2 separate regions of the Arachis hypogaea genome follow, and region 1 is linked to region 2. A link is a contact called in public Hi-C data. All regions are on one chromosome and are shown on one strand. Each heading gives the region's core, a stretch centred on a gene start, on an enhancer-like site or on the middle of the called end of the contact. The rest is flanking DNA. Distances are from core to core; before and after follow the strand shown.

The links. A called contact is a pair of places that touch in the nucleus more often than the background predicts.
Region 1: a Hi-C map of an unstated tissue shows a contact between it and region 2, with 3 times the contacts expected there. The contact joins the enhancer-like site here to the promoter of LOC112783907 in region 2. A contact is called at or near these places in 2 of 8 Hi-C or Micro-C datasets (leaf and an unstated tissue).

What each region holds. Positions count from the first base shown.
Region 1 is chr20:13,629,212-13,635,511 of arahy.Tifrunner.gnm2.J5K5, reverse strand. It overlaps LOC112783908 (meiosis-specific protein ASY1-like), which reads left to right. Exons shown (of 22, transcript XM_072230938.1): 16 at 100-195; 17 at 689-839; 18 at 922-1,001; 19 at 1,087-1,144; 20 at 1,232-1,395; 21 at 1,490-1,615; 22 at 1,742-2,321. The coding sequence ends at 1,795. Among protein-coding and RNA genes, the nearest start is that of LOC112787948, 19 kb to the right of the region's middle. Within about 2 kb of position 2,066, at least 1 of the 3 cell types and tissues checked has open chromatin away from gene starts, as enhancers often do.
Region 2 is chr20:13,587,261-13,593,092 of arahy.Tifrunner.gnm2.J5K5, reverse strand. LOC112783907 (REF/SRPP-like protein At1g67360) reads left to right here and starts at 3,175. Exons shown (of 3, transcript XM_025826987.2): 1 at 3,175-3,598; 2 at 3,677-3,913; 3 at 4,635-5,414. The coding sequence starts at 3,584. The coding sequence ends at 5,081.

The sequences.
Region 1 (6,300 bases), core at 817-3,316, 44 kb before region 2:
TAACTGATCTAGCTACTTTATTTGTTTTTGTCAGTATCTTTTTGTTTTCCCTTCTCATTTTCTTTTTTAATTTTAAATCTGATGGAATTGTATTGTCAGAAATCAGAATATGAGTTCATTGTCAAAGAAGAAATTGATGGCCAGATTCCTCAGGGTGACAGAGCTTTGCAGGATGAAGATCACATGTACATGAGAGTGAGTGTTAATTCTTACTTTCCATGTGGTATGTATGATGATGTTTCTTTGGCCAAAGATCAGTCACTTACTACTAATCTCAACAAGGGCGAAAAGTGTCAACGGAATCAGTGAATATATTGTGACGTGTTAATATTAATTAAAAAAAATAGATATCTATTCTCAAAATTAATTTTTAAAATCAAATTTTGATTTTTTTTTAACTAAAATTAATCAAAAGAGACTTTTTATTTAAAAATTTGATGATTTTATATCATTTTTTTGTAAATGACAAAACATTATTTAAAAAAAATATCTAATGATCAAATTTGCATACACTTTTTAAAATTAAGTTATTTATCACTTATTATTTTTTTTCCCGTGTTTGAATTTTTCATATTATCACGGATCTCTTAGACTACCTTTTTCATAGGAGATTAGGAGTTATTTTGTATCTGCTTTGGGACTAATTTCTGCCGCAATATATTAACTTAGGTATGATTAATGTCTTCAGGCTCTCTATCATGCTCTTCCAATGACATACGTGTCAGCACCAAAGCTTCAAACATTTCTCAATGGTGAAATAAACCAGACAGGAGCACGGAAGATTATTGATAAAATGACCCGGGACGGTTTTCTTGAACCCAAAGGCAGCAAGAGATTAGGTGTCGAATTGAATATCACAGCATAGTCCTTCTCTTTTGCTTTTGTTGTTGCCTCCTTACATTTTTGTGTATGCGGCATCAGGAAAACGTGTGATACATTCTGAGTTGACTGAGAGGAAGTTCATTGAAGTCCAGAAAGTTCTAGGTGCTACCGACCCTATGGTACAATGGCTGCCTAGTATTCGATGTTTATATATAATCACCCGTTATTGTGTTTTCATCATTTTCTCGTTTTAAACTTTAACAGGATGTTAATAACGGTGAACCAAATAGCAAGTTCAAACCAGCTGGAATTCTAACCAATGGTAATAGATTAAGTCCATTACGAGCATTCTTTCATCCTATCTAATGTTTTGCTTTTCATAATTAGAAGTTACCTCCGTGATCATCAGGGAACAACTACGATGTGTCTACATGTGGTGTTCTGCACTCCATTGGATCAGATTTAACAAGAATGAAAGTGACATCCGATACAAATGGCAATGACTCAGTGAGGAGTGGACACAATATCTTAAAGGCCAAAGAGCCTGGAAGCACACCCACGAGCAGGGTTGAGGTATGTTCATATCTTTTTTAAAATTATCCAATAGAACTGGTTCCCTATTTTTGTTTCTTGTCACATAATATAACTGATGCTGTAATTTTTACAGCCAGTTGCTTCAAGAGAGAGTTTTGCGGCAGGCAAAGAGAACAGCAGAGCAAATGGAAACGACCAAGGTGATACAAATATCTGCAGTAAGCCCTCCCAGGAAAAGCGACCCAGGAAATCAAGCGCGGTATACTATGAGTCTATGACTTATCCTTTTTACTTACATTACACTATTTTTGTTTGATTTGGAGCATTTTTGTACCGAGTCTGAGGCTACTTTTCGACACTTTTCCTTCTTTTACATCCTTTGCAGGTCAAGGAGCCTATCTATCAAAACATGAAGCGTCTTAGATCTCAGGCCATTTGAACCTTTGAATTTGGGATCTGTGTGTCAAATTCTGATATATACACATAGCATACAAAGTAAACATTTGACAAAAGGCAGTAGTGACACTTAAGACGATGCACTAGGTAGAATCTGTTATTTGTATTTGGGCTAAGTATTACATTTGCCAACTTCTTTTAATTTGGTCAAGTTTATATTTCCTAGTTTATGCGTTACATTTAGTTGATGAAGTTCAATACATGGGCCTTAAGCGAGTCCTTGTGGACTGTGGAGTTCATATAACTTTTCATTATGCGGTGCCATCTTTCCCCACAGGCAACATACTTTAGCACATGCTATCATCGTGTCTTGTTTATTGTAGAACAAAACAGAAAATAACTAAATAAAAATTTAGATTGGGTGGAATCTTAGAAAGGTATGATTGCATAGAAGATCCGACAACAACGAAAGGATAGCATAGAATTGACTACCTCTAAGTTAAATATTATAAACTATAAACTACTGATTGTAGACCAAAATTGTAATTTTGTGTATGAATAATTTTAAAGGTATAGTATATTTGTGGCACTCAAAATTTGTTAAAAATTTTAAAAATATTTTTAAATTTTATTTTGTTTTAAAAATTTTTGATTGCATCAAATATATTCTTGACAGTTAATTTTTAAAAAATGTAGAATTAATTTAGTAATAATTTTACAAGAACAACTATCAACATAAGCAAATTAGAGATATTTTTCATGCATTATTATTGAATTAGTCCTAAATTTTAGGTGTCACGGTGTTTTACGTAAATAAAAAATTTTTAGAACAAAATTGAAATAAAATAAAAATTAATAATATTTTAAAAAAAATTTACAAATTTCAAGGACAAAAAATATATTTTATTCTAATTTTAAAATAGTCTAAAATATGATTAAAAAAAAAAGAGTAAAATTCCTTCTATAGGTGTTGGGCCAAAATAATAAAATTCAAAAAGAATACTTTAAAGAGTTGAATTTATCTTTTAAGTGGGAATTAAATTGGTGAAAGCAGATTAGTTGAATTTGTTGATTTAAAGTGTAGAAATTATCATCATCTTATTAGAAATGAACTAAACTAGATGTCTCTTCACAAATGTCACATATCACGAATACTCTTTTATTTAGACACCTCTTTGACACGAATACCTAAAGCACTGTCAGCTACCTTAATTTGTGGAAATCAACTTTTTTCTTATACCCATTTTTAGTTTAAAAAAAAAACTTAAAATAACGAGAACATCAAAAATACCTTTTGTTAATTATCTCGTTTAGTGACAAACTTTGGAATAAAAAGGATGGGCTACGGCATTGTAACCATTAGACAATATGCTCCTTCAAATAGTTTGAGACCATAAAAGGACTTCAACTCACTATTCTTAAGAGAGATATTTTTGAAATTTTGGAGATTATTTCTTTCTTTTTCTCTCCTAATTATTTTCATTGTTCTTCATTTTATCAATCAACTTCAAACAAAGATTTATACAATTAGCATTTAGGTGTTTTTCTAGAACACACAACAACAAGTTTTACTTAATTCTTGTCCACTTTAAAAGAGCTCATTCATCATTTGTGACAATAGTAAAAGCCTCAATACTTGTTCTCTATTACTATTTCTCATATTTAATTCTTATGTTGTTTATTTGTTACTAATAAAAGTATTTTTCTCACAAATTTACCTACATTTAATCTATTTCCATAATATTATTCCCGAATCAATTACAAAACCAACTCTATGGTGTTTATGAGTTAGTATATGAATTTTTTCTAATTTATTTTTTTTATAGTAAATTTTAAATTTTAAAAAATTATTTATTTTTACACATTTTAAATTAAATATTAATTTTTATTTTTTTTTTAATAAATTAGGTACCATCTTTCTAGACACTGTAACAATCACCAAATTAAATTACAATTTAAACATTCATCATAAGTTGATGTTTTGCATAGGATACTGGGGGAAGCCGTCAGGAACAGGCGCATTGCGCCGTTAATGGTAGGGGGAGATCATGTGGAACTATCGCACCTACAATTCGCAGATGACACAATTTTATTCTGCCCGCCAGAGACGGAAACAATTGTAAACTATAAGAGGTTGTTGCGATGTTTTGAGCTGATGTCTGGGCTGAGCATTAATTTTGATAAGTCGAATCTGATACCGGTGAACTGTGAGCAGGCTGGGTTGATCATGCGTGTAGCCTACTGGGGTGCCAAAAGAAGGAGTTGCCTGTTCGATACCTTGGGGTTTCCTTAGGAGCTAATCCGCGGTTGGTAAAGACTTGGAAACCAATCATAGATAAGGTGGAACAGAAGCTCAGTTTATGGAAAGCGAAGGTTTTGAATAAAGCAGGTAAGCTTGTCCTCATCAAATCGGTACTGAATAGCTTGCCAATTTATTACCTAAGTTTGTATAAGATGCCACGGGCGGTGGCGGATAAACTGATTGCTTTACAAAGGAACTTTATGTGGTGCAAGGAGGACGGAACCTATGGCATACCGTTGGTCAAGTGGGAATTGGTCCAGACTCCGAAAAAGGTTGGGGGCTTGGGGTGGGAGATGCAGTGCTTAGAAACACAGCACTATTGTTTAAGTGGTGGTGGAGATTTTCAAAGGAAGAATGTCCGCTGTGAAAAAAGATTGTCTGTTCTTGCAACAAGTTGTCCCCTAATGTAATGCTAGCAACTCAGTCTCTACTGGTCAAAGAGGGGCCTTAGAAGGACATATGACAGCTCAATATCAACGAGCAAAGGGTGCGAGATAAACTGGTGAGTGGTCTGGCGATGGAAGTCAGTAATGGTAGGAAAACCCGAATTTGGAAAGATAATTGGGTTCAGGGTGGTCCTCTGAAAGTGAATTTTCCACGACTCTTCTCTATTTCAAGCCAACAAGGATCTGTAATTGGGGAATGTGGGTTTTGGGATGGGTTAGATTGGATATGAAATTTTCAATGGAGGAGGGAGTTATTCCAATGGGAGCTCGAACTTGTCCATCAACTGCATGAGCGGCTAAGGCCAGTAAAGCTATCATCTGAGAGCGAGGATAGTGTGGTGTGGAAATTTGATAATACAGGTGTCTTTTCCATGAAATCCTTTCTGCAGGTAATGCAAATGGAGACGTTGTCGGATGAGATCACGAGCTATAGCTTCATAAGTGCACTATAGAGAGGCCTGGTACCCCCAAGAATTGAGCTTTTTGGTTGGTTTGTGCTAGTTGGTAGAATTAATACCAAGGAGAGGTTGACTAGATTAGGAGTTGATATTCATAGTGATAATATCTGCATCCTGTGCCACAAAGGGATAAAAACTGTTGAGCATTTATTTATTAGGTATGAGGTAACATGGCAAGTGTGGTGCTCTTGGTTGCGATTCTTTGGTAGAGAATGGGTTATTCCTGGGACCATGAAAGAACTGTTTGGAAGTTGGATTGGCATGCACAACAGAAGACAAGGACAGAAGTTGTGGATCACGGCGTTCTTTGCAGTAATCTGGAACATCTGGTTAGAACGTAATAATAACAGCGCAAGTATTGACTTTATTCACACAAGGATAGTGTTAAGCTACAAAGAGTGGACTGGCGGTGATTCTTTAGGTGGTTGGTAGCATAGCCGGAGGTGCCAGGAAATTGATCTCTGTCTGCATGTTTCATATTTTATGTTTTATGTTTTATGTTTTATGTTTATGTGTTTTGCTCCACTTTAATGTGTTGAGCTTTCTCTGTTTTAAAAAAAAAAACATTCATCATCATAAGTTGTAACATCACTCCTTGAATCTATCTTTTCTTAACCTTAGAAATTTTGCAACAATCATGTTTGGTATAGTGTAATTTGTTCGATTATGGCTATTTTAATTCTTTTCTCTTTTTTTTATGTTAATGACATATGATATCTTTCTATTGAATTGTTTAGTCTTTACAAAAATATTATATATACATCAAATTATGTATTTCTATATTTTACACAAATATATATTATTTAATTTATTTTTAATATATAATTACAATAAATTTGGGTTGAGACAACATTTTAAAAATATTGCCTATAATAAAAAAAAAGTGTTATTTTTTAATCAAAGACAACATTTTTTCGACAAAACATAACGCTTTTTGGGAATTAACTATACGGCCATTACCTTTAGTTTAAGGCAATACTTTTTTGTATCAAAGGAAACCCATTTTTTTACAACCTTTAAAAAATATTTTTTACTAAAAAAAGTAACTTCTTATAAGAGTTGTCTTAGAGAACCTAAACACAACGTTTTAATAAAGACTTTATGAAAATACTTTTTACGAGTTATATTTTTTAATATATAAAGTAACACTTGTCTAGATTTTTTTTAAGTTGTCTTTTCATATACTTAAAGCAATACTTGTATAAGTTTTTCTAATTATTTTTTCATATACCTAAAACAATGTTTGTTTAAGTTTATTTGCGGTTGTTGTCTTTTTCTAATACCTAAAGCAACACCTTATTGAGTTTTTCTTAGGTTCTCTTTTTTTATATCTAAAGAAATA
Region 2 (5,832 bases), core at 1,926-4,425:
TTTTTAGTTTTGAATCATTCAACTTTTCATTACTAGGAAGATTTTTGAGTAAAGAACAAACATAAGGAGGGCCTTTCTTAAGTTCAGTCAAATCGACTTCTGTTTCGAAATCGAATTCCTCCTCCGAGGACTCCATAGTCACGTAAGCAACCTCCTCTTTTCGAGTAAAGGGTTTACTCTTCGATCTTTGCTCACTCCTAAATTTCTCTTTCTCATTTTTCATGAGTTCAGTTTGACGAACCTTTTCAGCCAAATGGGCTAAATCAGGGATATGCATATTGAGCAGCTTTCTGCGCATATAAAACCGTAACCCCATAGTTGCTATTTTCACTATCTCACTTTTGGGTAATGACACATAGCACCTACTTCTAGCATTCTTGAAACGTATTAGATAATCATCAATGGTTTCACCATCTTCATGTTTCAGAGCCACTACATCTGTAACTGCCACATTCATTTCCCCTCGATAAAACTGAGCGTGAAAAGCAGTTTCCAACTGATTCCATGTTGTTATCGAATTTGGTCTGAGATTTGAAAACCAAGTAAATGCATTCTTCATTAACGAAGAAGGAAAAAAATTCATTTTCAAATTTTCATCATTAGCTAAATTCCCAATCTCAACCAAATATCGTGCAACATGCTCAGTGGTTGATTATCCAACTTTCCCAGCAAATTTTGTGACTATCTTTGAATTTTTCACCCCTCTTGGCACTTCTGCCATTTGAACAACTTGGGAAAAAGCCAACACAAAGTGTGGTCGGTTCATGAAACCAACATTCAGACCAACTCGATTCAGAACATCTTCTATAATTCTGGTGACTTGATAACGTTCACCGCCATGATTAGCACGTAATCTGGCCAGATATTCATCAGCATTTTGACCATGGGGAACTATATGAGGATTTTATCTATTAAAAGCATTATTTTCATTTTGAAATATATTTTCCAACCTTTCATTATTTCCCCTGGGATTATGCCCTTCTTCTTCCTCATAATCTTTGATTCGAGCAATACGTTCGACTTGCCTAGCAAGACGTTCGAATTTCAATTCGTGATCAGCCATCATTGGATTGAGAATTGTGGTCATTTGTTGAGTCAATAAATTGACTAAATCATGTTGACTTTCCTCTACTTGTTGTCGATATACTGCCATTGAATTAGTAGCATTCGAAGTAGAGCCCACATTATAATCACGAGAATACTCGGAATACTGTTGTGGATTTTGAATATTATTCACTCTACTTGTACTCCCAAAATGAATAGGTGGAACAAAACCACCCACTAGTGGGGTATAACCAGGGGGAAGACCATATAGAGGCCAACCAGCGGTTAGTGGAGGCTGGAATGGTGGTAAAGTGCTACGTGGACGAGTATTACGTCCAATGTTTTCAGTCTGAACAGTCCTAACTGCTATACTTTCAATTCCGATTGCACCTTCTGAACGTGAAGTCACGTCCGCTTGTTGCGCAGACACTGGTATGCTATCATTGGTGGATGAACCACCATTCACATTTGACATTTCATCAGCCATGTGAATGATCTTTCCACTTCGTAATCGCATACACTGAATGACACCACAAAATACTTATTTGGCACATTTCAAAATTTTAAAACTGTCCCATCGGGTGTGCCAATTTATTTTGTCGATTTTTAGCAAATCGATGGTGGTTCGATTCTAATGGTCTGGGAGCGAAACCTACTCCTCTTTGTAGGTACCAGTTTTCTAAAAGTGTATCAAAGTGTCTTCGATTAGATGGGCATTGGGAATAAAGATGAATTAAAAATTTATAAGTCAAGGAAAGAAATAAAAAGGTAAAGTTTTTGAAAAGGAAATATGTTGAAAACGGAAAGGTTTGTGTTGAAGTTGAAAGAAAGCAGTAAAATGCCTTCGATTAGATCAAAGAACTTTGACATGAAAATCTAAAATGTAGGAATGTAAATTGAACAATGAAGATAAAGAATACTTGCAAGATAAATTTACTTGAAGAAATAAAGTTTACAGAAAGATAAATTGAAAGAATGAAAATATGGAAGGAACCCTATAGAAAAGTTACTCGATCACAGACTCAGGAATTTCCTAGGATGTGAGTGTGTTTAAGTGTTTTTCTGAGTTAAAGTTCCAATCCTTATTCCCTAAGACTTCCTGGTATTTATAATCTACTTTTGGTAACGGACAATTAATTACAATTAATTACAAAATCACAACTTTAAATGTGTTCTCCTTGATAACGGTTCCGCCTAAACGTTTCTCATGATTTCCCGCGTGATAGAAGCCTCTAACTTATCCACTACCATAATTACTCGAATCACTTATTAGAATAACTTATTTCGATTACCTGACTCGAGTACCTTGTTCGATTTGACTTGTTCGATTTATCGAAAGGCCTTGAAATCGAATCCGTGTCGAGAACCTCCATCTAATGCTTGCGTGTGTCTTTTCGAAAACTGTTTAGGTTTTCGACCGCTTTACCACTTCAAACCGTTTACCTTCATCGAAATATTTTTTTGATCAACAATATTTAAAGTCATTTATATTTAAAATACACTAAAAATAATTCTCTAAATACATCCTAATCATTATCACTCCATTTAAACAAATATATTTTTTTTTTTTGTCTCGAGTTTAAACTAATATTTTTTTGACATAAAACCAATGTTCGAATGCGTTTATAGCCTGCGTCCTTGGGATATTTTGGGCCACAAAAACGAAAGCATTGGACTATTTATCCAATTATTCATATTCAGAGAGACAGAGGGAATAAATTAGAGCATTTATTAATTATAAAAAAATTAGAACATTTATTTGAGAGAGTATTTATTTTTTAAATTATTTTAAAAATATTTTTTTAATTAAATTTATTTTTTGAAAAATTTAAATTATTTATATTAATTCTTTTATCATTTTTATTTTCAAAATTTATTAATATAGTATGTTAAATAATGTAACACTAACTATAATAATACTTGATAATTATAATTAGTTATTAAGATAATAAATTTATATAATTTAATTAATTTAATCTTATTTCATATAAATAAATTTTGACAGCATAAATAAAAAAAATTGATTAAAAATTTAATTTAACTAATTTAAAATTTTTAAAAAATAAATTTAATTAAAAAATTTTTGAAAATCAATTTAAATGACAAGTGATATTTGCTCTCAAAATTTTAAGTTTACAAAAGAATACTGTCCCAGTCGCTCCACTCCGAAGAAGATTCTCAAATTTCTACTCTTCTGTGAGAGGTTGCCACGTGTCTTCTCAAAACCCCTAGTTTGGCCTAGAAAGATCCCTAGGAGTCGGTCTGAGCGTAGACCCCACCACTGCCTAGACGAACACAAATACGTGTGTTTTAATCTAAGATTTATTAATTAATCGTTGTTTTATGTTGAATCGTGACACCTTAATCCTCATCAAACAAGACAACTTTGAAGGTTATCTCCAATTTCGTTCCCTGGTTTCAGTTCATTCTGTGGGTCTTTAACTCCGTCTTCTTCCTATAAAACGTAATTGAACTCCCTTCAGTCTCCACTGTTTTCTCCTCTGAAACATCTCCAAACACGTATAAAAGTATAAAACCAATGGCCACCACCGAGGTTAGCATATAACACTTCCCTTCTCTGATATTATTTTTCCTTTTTCATGGATAATTGGTGAATTGCTTTTCTCTGCAGAAAGAGGTGAAATTTGAGAACAAGAACAAAGAGCTGAAGCATCTTGGGTTTGTGAGGGTTGCTGCAATTCAAACCTTTGTGGTTGTCACAAATCTGTATGAATACGCAAAGCAAAACTCGGGCCCTTTGAGATCTGCCGTTGGGACGGTTGAGGGCACTGTAACTTCCGTTCTGGGCCCTGTCTACAACAAACTCAAGGATGTCCCAGATGATGTCCTCGTTTTTGTTGACAACAAGGTATTCATTAAATTCGATCTGATTCAGACCGGCATGACAAAAGAATAATTATTCAAACCTGGTTTGGGATCAGTGCTGCTAAATTTTATGTGTGTTTTTACAAAGTAAAATTTCTAGGCTATATATATGCAGAACAAAATCTATATTGTTTTGATGGTGATGATCTGCTAAAATTTTTAAAAGTGGTTCCCTTGATTCACCTTCAAAAAATTTAACTAACAACAACAACAAAGCCTTACCCACTTGGTAGGGTCGACAAATTGAGTCCTATCATACATATATCATGTCTAACTGGCGGGGTAAAAATGGGGGCAGAATTTTCTTGAATGGCCTTGATGCATAATTTACTCATGAGAAAGTTCATGGGATCAGTATTTTTATTAAAATTTGGTCAGTGTTTACCTAGCAAAAAAAATTAGTAATCTCACACCATTAAATGTAATCTCCTACCACTAAAATTATGGCTACAAATCATAAAATCGGTTGGTCTTCTAACTCCTCTTTCCTCATTTATTAATTACTTTCCTCCATAGAGCTTCATCAGTTGAGTCCCAACCAAGCACACTCCAGATGCCTCTTTCTTCTTCTGCTAGGTTCAGTCCCAATATATTTTCTTTTTAAGAAGGCTTTCCTATGTTCTCTTGTACCCGTTGTGCTTAGAATTCTATCATAAAAATGTTACAATTTACTTTGGATGGAAACTAATATTAGCATGTTCCAGGTAGATGATGCTACTCACAAGTTCGGTGAGCATGCTCCTTCTTTTGCTAAGCAGGGTGCTTCCAAAGCAAGGAGTTTGATTCAGAGTCTTGCACATGAAGCCGGACGATTTGCAAGTGAGGTTCAATGTGGAGGGCCAAGAGCAGCTATACATTATGTAACCAGAGAGTCAAAGGATTTGGTGCTAATTAACTCAGTGAAGTTATGGAAAGGACTAAACCACTTCCCACCATTTCATGCACTGGCAGATGTGGCTGTGCCCACTGCTGCTCATTGTTCGGATAAGTATAACCACATAGTTAAGCATTTGAGTGGTAAAGGGTATCCTCTCTCTGGTTATTTGCCTTTGATTCCCGTCGATGACATTGCCAAGGCGTTCAGGCAGGGCGGTGAGGCAAGCATGAACGGAGGAGATGAAGAAGCCTGTAAGAATGGGAAGAGATCATAATCCTCTAGTTCTTGGTTTTGAGTTTGAGTTCTGTTGCTTCCTTCAAAAAGAGAGGGGAAAGAGGAAGAAAAAGACCGGGGTTGGAATCTGATTCCAACTGAGCTTTGCTTTGAGTCTTGAACACTATTTGGGACGTGTGATTGTGTGGCTCCAACTATTTGATGGTGTTGGTAGTGAAGACCATGTAACTGTAGTTACTTACTTTTGAGTATGTAGAAAATAGTGATTGTGTAAATGGTGCAGTTAATGGTCCTAATGTTTGTTCTTCTCCCTTCTTTGTTGGACATATAACATTGCTGGTGAATTGTTCTTTTGTGCGTTTTGCTTTTGTAACAACGTTTTTCTTCTTTTCCTTTTTTCTAAACGATGATAGAGTTATAGGGTGTGTGTGGTTGAAGGAATTATAAATAATTTTTAGGAATTTTAAGATAGGAATATCATATGTTCATGTTTGGTTTAAAGTTTAAAAAGTTTTTCTAAACAAGTTTGATTTATGGGAATCAAAATATCATCATTTTAATTTTTGCTTTCTCGTTGGGTATTTTTAATTTTCATGGGAATAAAATATTTCTAGCAAAATAATACTTGAATCAAACACACCTATAATGGAATGTAGGGTAGAATATCATTGTAAATGTTGGAAAATCACAAGTCCCCTCGACTCTTATCATGGCTTTGAAATGGAAAGTTTGCACATGTTTATAACAGAAAACTAAAAAACTGTCATAATACTCATCTAACTAACTAAAAT